2 separate regions of the Rattus norvegicus genome follow, and region 2 is linked to region 1. The links are chromatin contacts, called in public Hi-C maps. All regions are on one chromosome and are shown on one strand. Each heading gives the region's core, a stretch centred on a gene start, on an enhancer-like site or on the middle of the called end of the contact. The rest is flanking DNA. Distances are from core to core; before and after follow the strand shown.

Evidence for each region. A called contact is a pair of places that touch in the nucleus more often than the background predicts.
Region 2: a Hi-C map of Schwann cells shows a contact between it and region 1, with 3 times the contacts expected there. The contact joins the enhancer-like site here to the promoter of Chd7 in region 1. A contact is called at or near these places in 2 of 12 Hi-C or Micro-C datasets (Schwann cells and frontal cortex) and 1 of 1 datasets of contacts at active chromatin or transcription factors (oligodendrocytes).

Annotation. Positions count from the first base shown.
Region 1 is chr5:26,608,087-26,611,322 of GRCr8, reverse strand. It overlaps Chd7 (chromodomain helicase DNA binding protein 7), which reads right to left and starts at 1,916. Exons shown (of 38, transcript NM_001107906.3): 1 at 1,569-1,916.
Region 2 is chr5:26,832,219-26,835,579 of GRCr8, reverse strand. No RefSeq gene overlaps it. Among named protein-coding and RNA genes, the nearest start is that of Lnc056, 130 kb to the left of the region's middle. Within about 2 kb of position 1,334, at least 19 of the 93 cell types and tissues checked have an H3K27ac peak or open chromatin away from gene starts, as enhancers often do. A contact at or near this core is called in Schwann cells, where this site is marked.

The DNA of each region.
Region 1 (3,236 bases), core at 667-3,166:
CAGAAGAGGGAAGAAGGAGGAAAAAAAAAAAAAAACTAGTTTAAAACCCAGGCGTGAACAGTCTCTAAAAGTGACCTCCAGGGAGAACCGTGCTGCCGGGCCGGAGCACTCCCTGGGCTGCCCGCTCCACGGGGGCGCTCACAAAGCGGGCTGCCGAGCCGGAGTTTGGGGTGCGCTCCCACGGCGCAGGGCTCCTCGAGGCAGAGCCATCCGGAGAAAGGCGGCTCGGGAATGATGGCTGCTCGGGGCCAGCGGCTCCTTCCCCGGAGCCTCCTGACCAGTCCCCCGCCCCCGCCAACCGGCGGCCCCCTCCCAGTGCCGCTCAACCCATGCCACCAAGCCCACCCCGCACCGCGCCCCGCCGCGCCCCGCCCGCGCCCCGCGCCCCCAGCGAGCCCTGTCCCCGGTGCGAAGCAAACAAACAACGCGTTCCCCGCCACCCTCCTTCCTCTCCCGCTGACCGCTCGGCCTCCAGCCACCTCGGCCGCTCGCGCCCGGAGCCGGCTCTCCGCGGGGGCACCGCGTAACCCCGCCGCTCCGGGGCCACCTGGCGACCCCCGCCCCCGCCCGGACCCCCGACAGGCTGGGGGGAGGGGAACGGGGACGCGAGTTGGGATCGCGGATTAAAGTCGCTATTATGCCGCCGCCGGCGGCCCGGCCAGCTCGGCAAGGTGGGGTCCCCCGGTCGCCCGCCCGCGCTCGCCCCGGCCCGGCTCCCTTTCTTCTCGTCCTCGCGCACTTGGGAGCTGCCGGGGATCCCCAGGAACCCCTAGCTGCGGGCTCGGAACTCTGCGGTCGCCGCCGCCACCGGCTGGGCTCGGGACGCCCCCCGCGCCGCGTGTTCGCGCCACCCCCGCCCCCGCCCCACGCGGCGCCCCGCGCACTTTCCCTGCCGCCGACCCACCTCGCCCGTGGCTGTCCCCGCGCGGGCTGGCGCCGCCGCGCCCGCAGGGACGCACTTTGTTCGCGCCGGTGCGGCCGCCGCTCCCGGCGAGCGCGGCGTGGTCGGGCCGGAGCGGGGGGCGGGGGCGAGGCGGGGGGCGCCGCCGTCCCCGAGCCCCGCGCTCAGCGCCCCGCGCCCGCGCGCCCGCCGCCGCTCGCGCCGGAGTTGGAGCCCAACTTTTTCCTCCTTCCCTTTTCTCTCGAACGCAGCCGGCAACTCGTGCTCGGTGCCGGCGGGAGGAAACGCGCTCGCGCTCCCCAGCGCGCAGACACGCTCCCTCCTGTCCCCGTCCCCCCCGACGCCGGCAGCACAACAAAAAGCCATTTACATGCGAGGAAGTGACCCTCGGCCGCCCCGCGCGCCCCCGCCGCCGCCGGCCCCGCGGACGCAGGCAAAAGTTGGGGCGCCGGGCGGCGCTCGGGCCGCGGGTTCGGGCCCCGCCGGCAGCAACACGGGCGACCGGGCGGGCGGCGCTACGCTCCTGCCGACCGCGGCCCCCGCGCACCTCTCCCCGCGCCCCGCACACGCCCAACTCCCCGCTCGCAACTCCGCGCGGCCGCGGCCCGGGCCGGCGCGGTTTCCTGCCGCCGCCCCTCCCGGGGGCGCCGGGGAAGTCTGCGCTCACCGGCTCGCTCGTTCGCTCGGGTTAGTCCGCCGCCGCGCGCCGTGGGGAACAAAACGCAGAGCGGCTCCGGAGTTGGCTCGGCGGCCGCGGCCGGGGGCTGATCCACGGACGCGGAGTTAGCCGCGCGCGGACGGGGCTCTGGCGAGTTGCGGGGTCTCCGGGTCCCCGGGCCGCCTCCTCCGCGGAGCTCCTTTGTGTAATTCCACTCGATTCAAGTTTAATCCGATAGTTCCCGAGCACGAGCGCGTCCGCACCACCACGGCTCAACCCCCGCGCCGCCGCCGCCGCCGCCACCGCTGCCGCCGCCGCCGCCGCCGCCGCCGCCGCGGCCCCAGCACGCCAGCGCCTGCGCGCGCCCTGCACGCCGCGCGCACGAGCCTCCGGGACCGCGCGCGCCCGCGGCCGGCTCCCTCCGCGGCGCGCCCGCGCCCGCGCGCCGCCACCTGACGTCAGGCGCGCCTGGCATAATTTATGCAAGAATTCGGCCGGGGTGGCGGAGGCCGCGGAGAGGCCGAGAGAAGGGGGCGGCGCGGCGCGGACGGCCGCCCCTTCCCGTCCTGCCGGGCGCCGGCGCAGCGGGCGGGTGTCGGTCCCGGTGCGCGGCCGCCGCAGCCTCTCGGGCAGCCTGCTGCAAGCGCTCCCGCGCGGGTCCAGAGGGTGCCACGTTTCCGCGCAGCACCTTCCCGGAGCCGCGGTGCGCCGCCCTGGGACAGGAAGCCGAGGCCCGGAGCCCGTAGTGACCCCCGGCCACCGCGAGGGGTGTCCAGCGCCGTGCGGACCGAGGAGGCTGGGGGTGTTTGGGTGTCTCCTGTAATTATCCTTCAACTTGAGATGATTTTCCCACAAGAAATACCTAGGATGGACGCCTTTCCTTTCAAATAGATCCATTCCTGCCTCACCACTTTGCTTTTGCCGACGTCCTCGGTGATAGGACCGCGCGATCTTCCACTAAATCAAAAAGTTTAACTAGATGGCATTGATTTTGGTTGAATATGTGAGCGTGCCAAAAAACGAAGGGATAGCGCAGTGGTTATGAAACAAAGAAATAGAATGTGTGCCCATTTTTAAACGTGTCAGAACTGGAGTGTTTTCATCATTCCCTCGCCAATGTGGCACTAAATATGATCTTCCAGTTTGAGTATCCGACCTTCTTGCCCATTTCTCTTTCCAGTGCAATATGAATATTAACCTTGAAGACATTTTTAAAAATTAATTTTCCTCTTGCGTAATAGATATTTAAACATTTCCTGCGCATCTTTTGTGTGCAAAACACGAAGCGAATATCATTTATAAACGGCCAACAATTGTAAACTCCAACATGGTTTTATTAGGTTAAAGACTGCACTCATTTATAAATAAGGAAGGAGGTTATACAGCCGACTATGACAGCTGTGTAAGTGATATTGAACTCAAAAATCGTAGAAAAAAAAATCAACCATGCCAATCTCACCCACTGATGATGCCCGTGCTGCTACTGAGCCTAGAATCACACTGTTTTTATTTGGACAAGTGATTTGCCAAAACTGTTTCATTTGTACTGCAACTAAACCGGTTAGACATTTATTTCCTAATAGCAATAATTTTATTCTTTTTTATTATTTTACAATCTGATGCTTATTTAAGTACATTGCTTCTGACTTTTTTTCACCATAAATTGGATTTTTAAAA
Region 2 (3,361 bases), core at 85-2,584, 220 kb before region 1:
TACCTACATTTCTTCCCATGATTCTCTGCTCCATAAGATATGCGTGTCCACATCTTCCCTCCCAAACTGGAACTCTGTCTTTTGGCTCTGCTACAGTTCCTGACTCTGGTGAGTACGGATGTCAAGTGCAGACAGCGAAAGGTCCTCTGGTGTGGGACCTTCAAGGTTCTGCTGGCTTGAGATGGCCAGAGCCAGGGCATTGTGAGCTGCAGTAATGGCAGAGTCCCTGACGGTGTCCCGATGAGAGCTCCAGCAGGCACAGAACTAGAAAATGCTAGATAAAGCACCGTCTTCTACCATTTCTCCCTGGGCCTATAACACAGCCCTTCTTCCTCTGCTGCTCAAGTCCACCCCGACTCTCTGCTTTAACCATGTCTCCCCCATATAATACCTTTGTTGTTTAGTCTCAGTGCACATATCAGCCCCCTCCCTCCAATGAGAGGAAGGCTTTCTGTCTGAAGTTTTATCTGAAAAATACATTATGTTTATCCAAAAGTTGTCCTAAGTAGGATATCCAGGTCTGGGCATTTAGTTCAATGACAGAACACTTGACTTGCGTGGATAATGTTGTAAATTGGATCTCTAATACCAAAGAGGTGAAATTTAGACATTCTTTCTTCGATCTTCCTAAGTAGATTATGTTGCCAGAAGAGCACAGCTATGGTGCATCTTGTTCCCGCCCCTGATCTGGGCACCAGAGGAAGCACGTGGCTTTTGTTGAGACTGCTCAAAGTGTGTCAAACTGAATTCAATGAAATTAAACCTTCAAACCCACAAACAAGTAGCCAAATATCAAAAATCAAGAGGTTGGCTGTTAAAAGTTAACCACAATTATTTTTTTTCTCTAAGCTCTCAAACAGTAGTCATAGTGTCTGTGTCCTGTGCCCCCCACCCCACCCATCCCTAACATTCCTTTCCTTTGACCAGGTTGAAAGTGATTCCCAGTGGTTAAAGGAAACCTATGGCTTAAAAAAGACAGTCATCACTGAAAAGCATTTTAAACACACAGTAAAAAGGAAAATCTCCAAAGGAGATAAAGGGTGTCAGGAGTGGGGTGTCTCTTTTCTATGAACAGCTCTGAGATGGGGCTTGTCTAGCTGTCCCACTCAGCAGGGAAACTGGTGGTGGCCTCCCTTAACCCTTCAAGGCTCCCACCTCAGCAAGACGCTAGGGCAGATCAGAGCCAGTCATGCACTCCTTGCTGACTGGAAGAAAACAGCAAAGGAAGAGGGGAAAAAAAGACGGTTCCGTCGCTGCTTCCCCACCCCCAGCCTTTCTTCTCCCAAAGAGCCCTCTGTTCTGAGAAATTAAAGGACTCTGATAGCAGACCACAGATTCATGACAGAAAAGCTCCTGTGCGGCAGAGGTCGTTTTTGTGGGTACTCAGACACTGGATACTTTTTTTGTTCCTGAACTTTTGGAGACCATTTATATAGAAAGGCTGTTTGTTCCTGGACAAACACCAGCAAAGAAGCCTCGAAGGGGGGGGGGGAATTTTTGTTTTGCACAAGAGAGAAAGAGAGAGAGAGAGAGAGAGAGAGAGAGAGAGAGAGAGAGAGAGAGACTGACTTAGGTAGAAGGACCCAGACTGATTTGTTTACTGTTGCTGGCAGCTCTTATTTACAAGTTCCTGTGCCCCTGTGGTAAGAAATGCTATTTTTAAGAAGTTAAAAAAAAAAAAAACCCACACAAACCTCCAAACTGAGGGTTCTTCTTCCCTTTCCTGCCCTCCCTCAGCCCCACTTTCGTTTTACAAATGGCCAAGGCAAAGCAACCAGGAAGCCCCTTTCTTTTTCTCACAGGCTCCCTTGGAAACGAGCTATCCTTGAACCGGAAGGCATCTCTCCCCAGCCGTCAGAGAAATTCCACTTTCCACACCCTGATATATTCCCTTTCAGCAAACCAACTCCAGGCCTAGTTAAATCTACAGGCTGACTTCGGTTTCCTACCCCCTCGAAATTTTGCTTTTCCACGTACACATGGGCAGTTTCTAAAATCAAGCCGGCAAGATGTTAAGATCCTTTTCACAGAGGATGTGCTGCAAAAGAGAAAGGGGAAATAAGGGCTTGTCACAACTGGGTCACTAACCGTGTGACTAAGCACAGTTGCCTAGAACCACAGAGACTGGCTTTGGCCTGACTTGGTCACTTGTAAGGCACACAGTGACCCAGCCATTTGTAGGAGTTTTGGCTTGAGGGGCAGACAGTTCTCCCCAGACCTGTCACTTCTTTACCAGGGAGGGCCTCCCTGTACTTGTAGCAACCAAGATGGAGCCTGTCCTCTAAAACCTCTTGATATTTCACATCCTCCCTGGAACACCACAGCAATTCATTTAGCAACCTTGGATGCCAAAAAGGACACGTCCAGAATGTAGTTTTCAAAGGAAAGAGAGGGGGAGGTAACTAGAAAAAAAAAATTTCCCTAGTTTCAGATCTTTTGTTGCACACAAAAGTCAGTATTGCTCCCAAATTGGTAAAAATCCACAAAGCTTCCCAGTCACTAAAACAATTCAAGGAATTTTCAGGACCTTTGCCCAAGGGTCCCAGAAGAATTCTAAACTGGAAGCACCTACGGTCAGCAAAGCAGAGTCCTCTCAGAGATCAACAGAGAATATTGTAAGAAGCCCTTAACCTCTTCCCTTCCTGCCACCCAAGTTGAGGGGGTGGGGATTGTTCACTTCAGGCCGGCAGGAGGAAAATCAAAATGGCGACCCAAAGCCTTATTTATTAAAAAGAAGCATAAAGATAGCTGTGCTGTAGTGGTGGGAGGGTCTAAAGGACGTTCAGGGTTTGTTTTGTTCTGAATAATCTAGGGGCAGTTAGTCCACTATACAGTGGCCTAAGCCACCTGCCCCTTTACCCGTGTCCCCTCACCCTACTCACCCGGGCCTCCATTAAAATCCCACTTTCTTCTTATATCATTAATTCAACATAATAACTGCTCTCTCTGTCTTGGAAGGGACAAGTGTCTTCTCCAAAAGGACTCAGAAAGCAACAAATGGGAAGGAAACAGACAAAGCTTGTGAAATCCCAAACCCTGTTGGTAGAAAGACATCATAAATTATGGATCCGTCGAGCCGCCTCCGGCCTGTCACTGCTTGGTTTGTCTCCCTGGACGTGCCGGGCGCGGGCGACACTGTTGTCCTGGAGCACTGGTCTCTGAACCTCAGATCTCTCCCCACCCCCACCGCCTCCTCCGGCCTTTCCCTGGCGCCCCGCGGGGCAGCCCGGCCTGGGGCCGCGGGGACAGAGCGGTGCACAGCCCCGAGGGACGCACCAGCTGCAGGGACGACGCCCCCCAGCCGGCCGAGCACAGGCTCGCCTTTGTTCCCGGGGACTCCCGCGGGGACACCCGGAGCTGG